2 separate regions of the Mus musculus genome follow, and region 2 is linked to region 1. Evidence: chromatin contacts called from public Hi-C data. All regions are on one chromosome and are shown on one strand. Each heading gives the region's core, a stretch centred on a gene start, on an enhancer-like site or on the middle of the called end of the contact. The rest is flanking DNA. Distances are from core to core; before and after follow the strand shown. Region 1 has its middle 97 kb from the start of Pdha1. Region 2 holds the start of Adgrg2 (adhesion G protein-coupled receptor G2).

Region 1 (5,219 bases), core at 1,575-4,074:
TTATTGTGTATGTGTGTGAAGAACAGTATTTCATGAATATGTGCATGTCAGAGAACAATTTACGGAAATTGGTTTTGTCCCTCCAGTATGTGGGTCCCTGAGATCAAACTTAAATTGCCATTCTTGGCAGCAAGCACCCTTCCCCACTGACCCATTTCACCATCCCATTAGCCTATATAGTTTGATAAGATAAATAAACCTATCTATTTGACTTACACAGTAGAATACTTACAGATGACATGACATTATGTTGGAAATCTATCTATTTGACTTATACGGTAGAATACTTACAGATAACATGACATTATGGTTGGAACTTGCTTCAAAAAACTTAGTCAAGGGACTGAAGAGATGGCTCAGTGGTAAGAGCACTAGCTGCTCTTCCAGAGGACGAGGGTTAGATTTCCAGCAACCTCATGGAGGCTGATAACCATGTGTAACTCCAAGTCCAGGGAACCTGACATCTTCTTCTGGCCTCCATGGGCATTGCACGCACATGGTGCATAGAAATACATGAAGGCAAAATATCCAAACGTGCAAAAGAATAAAATTTGTTTAAAAAATTAGAGGAGGAAATGGGTAAGTTTAGAGGATGAAACAAGACTAACCATGACTTGTTTCTTGTTGAATTAAATGAAGGATCAAAGGAGCTTCATTAAACCTTTCTGTCTGAACATTTTAAGAAAATGGATTTTTTTAACACTCAAAATAAAAATTGGGCCCCATGGTCAAAGACACTAAACAGGGTATAAGCAAAAATAGAAGACTTTTCAAAAAAAAAATCATTCTACAATACTAGTTTCCAGTCAAAAGAAGCCACGGCCAATATGATTGGAAATACCACTCTCTCACTAAGTTCAAGTACATGAAAGACAGTCCTCCAGCAGTGCCTATCTTGATCACCCATTTCAGAAGGAAAGAGGGGAAGAATGTGATCAAAATATATTGGATGAAAAACATTAAATAAGAAAGAGGAAACTTTTTAAAGTAGAAAAGAAGGGAGGTGACCCAAATAAGGAAGTGGCCCAGCTGAGGTTAATTGGGAGTAGATGGCTGGCAGACAAGGCCAGAGCAGTGTGCTGGCCCTCCTTCCTTTTGGACTAGACACTCTGCCAATCCCAGGAGTTCCCCAGCTGAGAACAAGAGGGAGAGCTTATGAAACGAACAGAAAAACAGACTTTTTAAGTAAAAGCTGGAAATTATTTTTTGAGGGGGGATTAGAAGTAAAATTAAAGTCTTGTGTACTGTAAGAACATAAATGCCCTGTATAATATTGCTTTTTATTCTTTAACTTGACACTCAGGCAACTTTTTCTAGCCTGGGATAATGATGAGCATCAAATTGGTCAGGGCCTTCTGGATACCAGTTTTCTATACTTTCCACTCAGAGAAAGTTTAGACTCATAAAATTTAACAACAACAAATTATTTTTCTCAAAAAAAATCTGTATAGTTTTACTTTTAACTTGCTTCCATAGTCACAGAATTGTATTTATAATTATAATCGATCGTAGGAGTTAGCAAACTTTCCATTAAGAGCCAGTGAATATTCCAGGCTTAACAGATTCAGTGTTTCCAGCTACACCTGCCACTGTAGCTGTTAAACAAGAGATGAAAGAAAGGGCTTGCCTGTGTTCCAATAAAACTTTATTAACAAAAACAGGTATCAGTTTAGATTTGCAGGCAGTTGTCACTGAGCTTTAATAATAAGCTTTATCAGTAAAGGAACTGTATTCGTTTCCTATCACTTTTTTAACAAACTGTCATAAGCATAATGGCTTAAGACAACACAAATAAAGCACCCACAATACCGCATTCTGATTAGGTTTTGATTCCTCTAGGCAAGGACAAGATTACATCATCAGCGAGAGAACACTACTCTAGATTTTGCTTTTATTTATTTTTTTAATCTCTCCCTTGGAGTACTGCTGTTTCAGATGAGCAGTGCTAAGAATCAAACCCAGGAGCCTCGTGCATGCTAGGCAAGATGTCTGCCAAATGAGTTACAGCCCTACCTCCACTCCCAGTTTGGTTTTTGGTTTGTTTGTTCAGTTGCAGTTTTGTTTGTTTTGTTTTCTGAGGCAGTGTTTCTTTGTGTAGCCCTGGCTGTCCCGGAATTTGCTCTGTAGATCAGGCTGGCCTGGAACACACAGAGATCCTCCTGCCTCTGCCTCCAGAGTTCTGGTATTAAAGACCTGCACCACTACCTCCTGGTTTTACTCCCAGTTTTAAAATCAGCATAAGAAGCTCTTGGTGATTTAGAGCACTGTGTCGCCATGTAAATCATGGTGGTACTGTGGGAAAGAGGCACAGATGACAACACAAGCTCTGGAGTCCAGCAATTCAGGTTCTGCGCCAGTGCTTATGGGCTTGGAATCTGTTAATTTCTTTGAGGGATCAGCTACTTCTTGTATAAAATAGGTATGATCACAGCTATGTGATGTGTATTAAATGATATAACATTTACATATATGGTATGTATTAAGTGAGATGACATTTATGTGTAGGGTATGTATTAATGAGATAACAAATGGGAAGCAGAAACCCCAGTGCCTAGCCCACTATCAAAGCTGTTTTTGTAGAGCCATAGGATTTTGCCAGTTTAGTCTTGCCATTTGAGCACAATAGCCATATGAAGTATATTATAGCCTAATTTCCCTGCAAGGCAATTTTTGGTTCTATACCCACTGTAACTTCATAATTTGGTCCTAATTATGAAGTCAAAAGCAGCTTTCAGATGGCCTTAAAATTGCACTATATATAAGGACCTAGTTCGTGAAAACCTTCTGGGAATGATAACACCTCAAGGTATTTACTCTCAAATTACTCCAGCAGACCATTCACTGGGGACGCTGCTAAGGGTTGGCCAAGAACAGCACTTGTCATATGTTAAAAATAGATGTCAGAGAGCGATTCAATAAATGCAGTGGCTTTTACAGTCTTAAGAAATGGTATTAAATTGCTCTTGCCAGGGTATGGAGCAAAGCTTGCTCAAATATAAAAAGCAGAATTCTTTTTCCCATTTTTAAGACTCAATTATCAGATGTTTTCAATAAACCAATTTTTAACTATCTACTGCATCATACAAATCCTTCATCCAGGATTCTTGAATATCTACTTGGCATCTCTTAATTATTTTTGTTTTACTATTTTAAAAGAACTTTGAAAAAAAATGACCAACATTGGTTTCCCCAAGGCCAGCAGAGAAAGTCCATAGGAAACTAGAGAGAGGCGTCTGAAATCTCATTTCACTACTCAACCAGACACACTCATGCAGAGCATTAAATGAAAACAAATAGTCCCTTCATAGAAAACTTCTAGAATCTCAAGAGAAATAATGACATATCACATCTGAGTCATTCTTCTGTGGTCTGCTTGAATGGCCGACTCTGAACCCCTCCAAGCCCACACAGATGCACATGTACCCAAAGGAGCAGCTGGGGTGAAAATAACATTCCACCTTCACATCTTTGTTTTCATGGCAGCTCGGATGGAAAGGAATTATTTACTTCGAAGAAAATTATTCTGATGACTATTAACTTTCTCCCCCCCTCATCCCTAGGGTTTCCGTGGTGTGTGTGTGTGTGTGTGTGTGTGTGTGTGTGTGTGTCTGTGTCTCTGTCTGTGTGCTTTAATTCCCCACTTTAGAGAAAATCCTTAAACTGGACTTGACTCATGAGCCTCATGATCAACAGTAACTTCTTTCCCTTTCTTCCTTCAGTCCTTTCCACATTGTGAATATTTCCTGCGCCTACAGGCCAAGATTCCTCTGCCAGACTAACCAAAGGCAAGATGACCACGTTTCCTTTTCAGTAAGTGAAAGGTCTTTGGAGGCTGCCACCGGCACGCCAGTGAATAGAGAGATAGGCTGCTGACTGGTTATATTTTGGACAAGCTAGTTTTGAGGATAATAAAATTAGGAAAAGTCACAGACTAGGTTTTGAGTATTTCTCCAGTCTGTTTCAGTCTGCATTAGTGGGGTGGATGACTTCTTTATCAAAGTTGATTATTAAAATATATTCTCAAATGTATGCCTAAGAAGTATACTGAATATAAACAGAAACCCCACTGAAGCCCTGGATAAATGAGAAATAGGCATAGAAGAATTTCAACGCTACGAGTATTGAAGAATTTGGACCATTTTCATATTTATCACAAGTTTTTCATGACAATGCGTGATTTGTGTTTCTTTCAGCTGGTTTAGAAATATGAAACTAAAAACAAACAAACAAATAAAAACAAAACACACAAACATGCTTTTAAATGATCATACCCATTAGAAACAAAATACAAAATGAGCTCCAGTCATTTCTGTGTGGAAATGTGATAGCTTTTCCACAACCTGATAATAGTGTATTAAGACCTTTAAAGAGAGGCATCACCTTTAATCTAGAAATGCTATTTCTTGACCCACTAGCAAGATATAAGAAAAATTATACTTTTGTACAAAGAAGGTCATCACAGCATTGTTTACCCTATTTTTAAAAAGTTGAGCAGCCCACCCAAAAATAAAGCATTGGTGACATTGTAATGTATTTGCACTATGTGATATAACTAGCCATACCAATGTTTAAAGAAATTCATTGACATACAGTATTCAGCTAAAAATTTGCATGCACAAGAAGTATAATTTCCGTACCTACATACCTTTACGAGTATATAGAAGAGAAAAAAGATGCAGAGAGATATTCCCCAGTATAACAGAGACAGTGATGGTGCTTGTCTCTGGGAGTTCTCATACTATCATCACTACCATCAAGACATACTGCTTTTGGAGCTCATCATACATGTTGATATTTTCATTGCAGAAAGGGGCTTCTGCAAGAAACAACCTCTGTATTCCGAGATGCTTGCAATTGGTAAATTGTAAAACAGGGTAGTTTACCATACTGATGCTGTGACTATTGGTTCAAGGCCTCTCTGTTGGAGCAGAGAAGTTCATCAAAGGCCTTTCTTAAACAATGGGGCTTCCTTCTATTAGACAAACTTGAGTACCTGATGGAAAACAAGATATGTTTGCATAAGTCTCTGAACATAGATTTAGATATCCTTTGTGTTAAAACCTGTCAGGAGGGCCATAGCTCAGTTGGTAGAGTGAGTACATTCCCTGTGTCACCAAAACAAAACAAAACAAAACAAAACAAAACAAAAAAAACAGCAGAAAAATAAAAACTAAAGAAAGAAAACCTGCTAGAACCCCACTAGTGTAGATAAAATAAAA
Region 2 (5,174 bases), core at 1,762-4,261, 160 kb before region 1:
GGTGAAGTTCTATATTTTGATATGGTGGTAGTTACATTAGGGGCTATAGAGATGGCTCAGCCGGTAAGAGCACTGACTGCTCTTCCGAAGGTTCTGAGTTCAAATTCCAGCAACCACATGGTGGCTCACAACCACCCTTAATGAGATCTGATGTTCTCTTCTGGTCCGTCTGAAGTCAGCTACAGTGTACTTACGTATGATAAGAAAATAAATCTTTTTTTTTAAATATCACATTTAAAAAGGGTGATTTTGTAAATAAATTATGCTTCAATTAAAAAAACACAAAATAGACTCAAGAATGAAATGGATTTATAAAATAGAAGTGTTCACCAGAATATTTTAGAGGCTTTATTTTCTGATTATTTTCCCAAAATGTTTCATCTCCACCACCTCCCACCAGGCCCCTGGAGTAAGTTCCGCAAAGATAAAACATCTATGTGGTTTTGAAACCATAAACATTTTAAAAGAACACTTGCTCTTGATATAGGCGCCTTTCCCAGGCTTTTACTGGAGTCAGACACATGTCGTGACATCCCTCATCCCTTGGAGTCCCTAGAATGACAGCCTCAGCCATGGAAAATCAACTTCTTTTGCTGGCTTTCCATAACACCTGAGCAAACTTACTTTGCCATTTCTGGAAACTGCCTCATGGTACCAAAAACAGTGGATTTCCTGGCCAAACCCACCAATGAAATTCCATTTCTCAGTCTTTTTCTCTCTTTGCTGAGCAGACCCATATCCATGATTAGAGTGGCATTTTTCCCCTTTTCTGTATTTCTGACATTTTTTTTCTGTAGAAAAATGCACACACCTGTAATCTGCAAAGGTTAGAGCAAGAATGATTCCCACACACAACACTGATGCTGACCCTGCATTTCATCAGTGCGTTACAGTAGCTAGACATGCTTTATCTCCCATTTAATGAAAGTCACCTTGCAGGGATGTGGGAATCTGATCAGGGCTGGCATGGTGCTGAGGCATGGAAAACAATATCCCTGAATAGCTACAAAATTTGGCTGCTTTTTATCCTCCAGCTTTGCATTTGACCCATACGAGCAGCCAAAGAGAGTAAAGTCCAGGTCATTCTAGATCTCACCTAAGCAAAATCTTATAAGCCACTAAAGACCCTGCAAGTAATTTGGAAATAGTACACACCTTTTCAGTTGGCTTACGGATTCTTTTGACACCAAACTTAAATGTATCATGTATTAACAAACTCTTTTAAAATGTTTTGTTGTTGTTGTTGTTATTGTCGCTTTTGAGATAGGGTCTCATGTAACCAAAGCTGGCCTTATATACACTACATAGCCAAAGAAGACCTTAAAATCCTGATCCTCCGGCCTCAACTTTCCCAGAGCTGGGGTAATAGATGGGCACCACCATGCTCAGTCATAATTAAGCTTCTTTTAAAATAATGATGCTCAAGAACTTCAAGTCCCTGAAGAAAGAAATTGAAGAAGATCTCAGAAGATAGAAAGATTCCCATGCTCACGGATTGGCACGGTTAATATAGTCAAAATGGCCATCTTGCCGAAAGCAAGAATAATGATGCTCTTAATGCAGCATTAATCATTAATATTAATAGCAAAAGCAACAAATTCTGTCATACCATGCATGACTAGGGTTCCATAAGCTTAAGATAGCCAAGAACTTCAGAATTATGAGAAAAACTGTAGAAGCTATCCTAATCCTTTATCCACCATCCTCACCAAGCCGAAGCCTAAGCAGATCAGACACAGTTCTGATACAAGACAGGATCGACTAGATAATTTGTGGAGCCCAGAACAAAACAAAACCAGATCCTTTTCTTTAAAAAAATAGGAAGAGTTATCACAGCATTACACCAAGTGCATGCAGGTAGCAAGCCGGTGAAGGCAGCTGGCTTTGTTATCAGAGCCTTTTGTGTTTGGAAAGTTGATAAGAAAAGCAAAAATATTTCACTATTAAACAAGTAGCAACTGGTTAATCTGTTTCAGCGTGAGTGTTGTGTGTCTGGGTTAGAGATGAGGTTGGGAAGTCTTCAGAGTTTCGTCTTGTCTCCTGACCTTCCATTTTTTCTTAAGCTTTTCAGCCGGTTGGACAAGAAGCAGTTCTGTAGAGCGGAGCAGTGTGGTCCATGAGGCAGCAGTACCATCTGAAAGCTTGGACAGAAATGCAGACTCTTGGGTCCCACCCCAGACCTACTGAATCAGAGCCTCATTTTAACAAGCTCCCCAAGGGATTCATACATCTGTGCCAGGCCAGACTAGAAGTGTTCTTGTAGAAGCAACCATGGGAGACTTCAGTGTCATGCTTCCTGTGTCTCATATGAGGCGAGTCAGCTCTTTCTTCCACTCACTTTGTACAGGGCTCCGGAATTTTGAAACCCAAGCTCAGGTGGAGACCGTACATCTCAAGACCGATTGCCCCTTTCAGAGGATTATCATTCCTTGGTTCTGGGATGCCAGTCTGGGATGCCTCCTTGCGCTGGGGGCCACCTGTTCTGGGCCCTGCATGTGGGTGCTGTGCCCATTCGACCCATGTGGGTCAAAGGCACATCTACACCTTTCAATTTTACTGGCCACAGGAGGTAAACCGAGTCCTAGGGAGTCGCGCATTAGCAAACCGCCCTCCAGAGTAAAGCTCTTGGTTCCTTTGCCCAGAACGGGGAGGAGGGTCTGAGATCATTTAGAACTTTGCCATTTACAGGTTGCCTTTCACGGATAACTTGGTTACTTTCCCACCGCACGCACTTTCCCACTTACGGAGCCCGGGATCCGCCGGGCTCCAAGCTTTGCCTCTGCCTTTCCAGACGGCCCAAGAGCTCCAGCTCAGAACCGCCAACCCAGGGAGCCACACCAGTCACCCTCCCAGCCATCGAGCCCGCCGGGCCCGTCGCCTGTCCTTGGCTCAGCGGCTTAGGTCTTAAGACCCCTAGGGTTTCAGATACCCTTTCTCGGCGCCACACTCACCTGCGGGTCCCGGTGACCGGTTGGCTGCTGGCGTCCTCGGGCCCTCCTTTTCCCCTTTCTGTCGGGCCGCGTCCCTCCTCCTCCCTCCCGCGGGCTGGGCGCCGCCCCCGCCGCTCCCGGACCACTTGCCCGCCTGCTCTGCAGCTGCCCGGCGTGGCGGGGCGAGCGCTCAGTGTGGCGGGGCTGGGCGTGGAGGTGGGGAGCGGGCGGGGCGCTGACACCGGGAAGCAGCCTCGTGGAGAGCTTCAGCCTAGACAGTGGGGAACCCCTAGGATGCTGGGCGGCTAGCAGGGCGCGATTCCCCACCCAGCCTCCACCCAGTGGCTCACCTTTAGGGGTCGCCTTGATCCCCCAAAGGCCTGGCCCAGGCTACTTTGAGCATCGCATGCTCCTGATAGGTGAAAACCCTCGCCCTTTGCCAGAATATTTCTGAAAGCAGAAACCAGACCTCCCCCCAGAGGACCAGAGTAAAATACCTGGTAAAGAACCATGCTGAGTGGTTTCTGAAAGAAACTATATAATTCACTAGGTAGTAAAAAACTAGGGGTCCTCATCGTTCCTCTGCCTGCTTGGGGGTGGGGGTGGGGGAACACTGGGGGCGGTGTGGCACTATAAGACCTTGCTTTGGCTTCCTATTCCCATGGTCAGCATCTCCACTTTCATAGACTATAAGCTAGGTCTGTAAAACTCAGATCACTTAAACAACTTTTCAAAGGCCCATTTAACAGACAGAATTCTGGAATAAGGTTTCCACAGTATTGACTCTCAGGTAGAGACCAGGAGAAAATATAAGCTGTCCGAATTTCCTTCCTGGTTCTTTCCAGTCAAGAAATGCCTATAGTTGCAAAGTGCTTTACAATATGAAAGCACAATTCTGATTTCTTATAACGTGCAGGGAAATAGAGCATTTTTTTTCTTTATGACCAAAATTGGATTTTGATTTGAATTCACAATCCTGGGGATCTGCTATTTATAAAGGGCAAATCTGAAGAGTAGGGTGACTGAGTCTGCTACATCAGCCCCATTGAACAAAGCTCAGGGTATACATTCTGCCTGGCAGGATGGGTTGTATTTGTTTTACAAACACCAAGTTATTAACACTCACAACAGTCTAGCTGGAGAAATGAATGGGCAGTGTTTTCAGACAGACTTTTGCCTGGATGGATTAAGGGAGAGTTGGTGGAGAAGAGGAAGCACATCCAGGTTACATAACAAGCCAGAAGTTGTGGCTGGAAGTGGGGAGTATATTTAAGAAACAGACTGCATGTCATTCCAAAGGGTTAAAATGGTTGTGTTTGTCTTATTATAAAACAGACTCCATAGCATATAGAGCCACAAGAATTCTTATACAAAGCTAGTTGGATGTAAATTGCTTTTAGCGCTTTAGAGCTCTGTCAGGATGTACTAAAGTGAGTACCACTATTGTATGACAAGCAATTCCCCCTTAGATTCAGCCTCAACAGAAATGAGTTGTATGTTTACCAAGAGAGATGAGTAAGGATATCACAGCACAGTATTTGTGTTACTTAGAACATGCCCAAATGCCCATTGGCCATAGAACAAACTGAGGGTCAGCCTGGTAGTATAACCCCAGATATCCTGGAAACTAGGGCAAGGGATAGTGAATTCAAGGCAAGGCCAGTATGGGCTACATAGTGAGTTCAAGGACAGTCTGGGCAACTTAGTGAGAGCCCCCTCCAAAGAAAAAGTAAAAAGAAGTCTGAAGATGTCACCTAGTGGTATTAATATTAGCACTTGCATAGTATGTGTGAGGGCCTAGATTCAATCCCTACCACTGAAAATTCAATGAAATGTGGTGGTGGTGGTGGTGGTGGTGGTGGTGGTGGTGGTGGTGGTAGTGCTGGTGTTGCTGGTGGTGGTGCTGGTGGTGGTATCACCACAAACTAGGATACCAGGCTGCCAATGAGAATGTATGGACCACTGCTGTGCAAGGCATGGGTGGAACTCATAAAGAACGGAAGTGAAGGAAGTCAAACAGCCATATATTTTGGTTCTGCTCACCACTGATATGTGCTGTCAGGAGTCAAGATAGTGGTCACTAGTGAGCTAGAGGGGAGTTTTCAGCAGACAAGAAAAAGAATTGGCTGTCTACAGGGATTTATTGATCTTGACCTGGGTACTGTTCACACTGATTTGCTTGTTCCATTTATGAAACTCATTGAACTGCTCACCTATGATATGAACACTTACTAGATACGGGTT

Evidence for each region. Hi-C and Micro-C count contacts between places; a contact is called where the count stands out from the background.
Region 2: a Hi-C map of myocytes shows a contact between it and region 1, with 2.3 times the contacts expected there. The contact joins the promoter of Adgrg2 here to the enhancer-like site in region 1. A contact is called at or near these places in 2 of 39 promoter capture datasets (the 3T3-L1 cell line and 3T3-L1-derived adipocytes), 1 of 484 Hi-C or Micro-C datasets (myocytes) and 1 of 115 datasets of contacts at active chromatin or transcription factors (embryonic stem cells).

The regions. Positions count from the first base shown.
Region 1 is chrX:160,232,901-160,238,119 of GRCm38.p6, reverse strand. No RefSeq gene overlaps it. Among named protein-coding and RNA genes, the nearest start is that of Pdha1, 97 kb to the right of the region's middle. Within about 2 kb of position 2,824, at least 2 of the 459 cell types and tissues checked have an H3K27ac peak or open chromatin away from gene starts, as enhancers often do. A contact at or near this core is called in myocytes, where this site is marked.
Region 2 is chrX:160,388,527-160,393,700 of GRCm38.p6, reverse strand. Adgrg2 (adhesion G protein-coupled receptor G2) reads right to left here and starts at 3,011. Exons shown (of 28, transcript NM_178712.4): 1 at 2,952-3,011.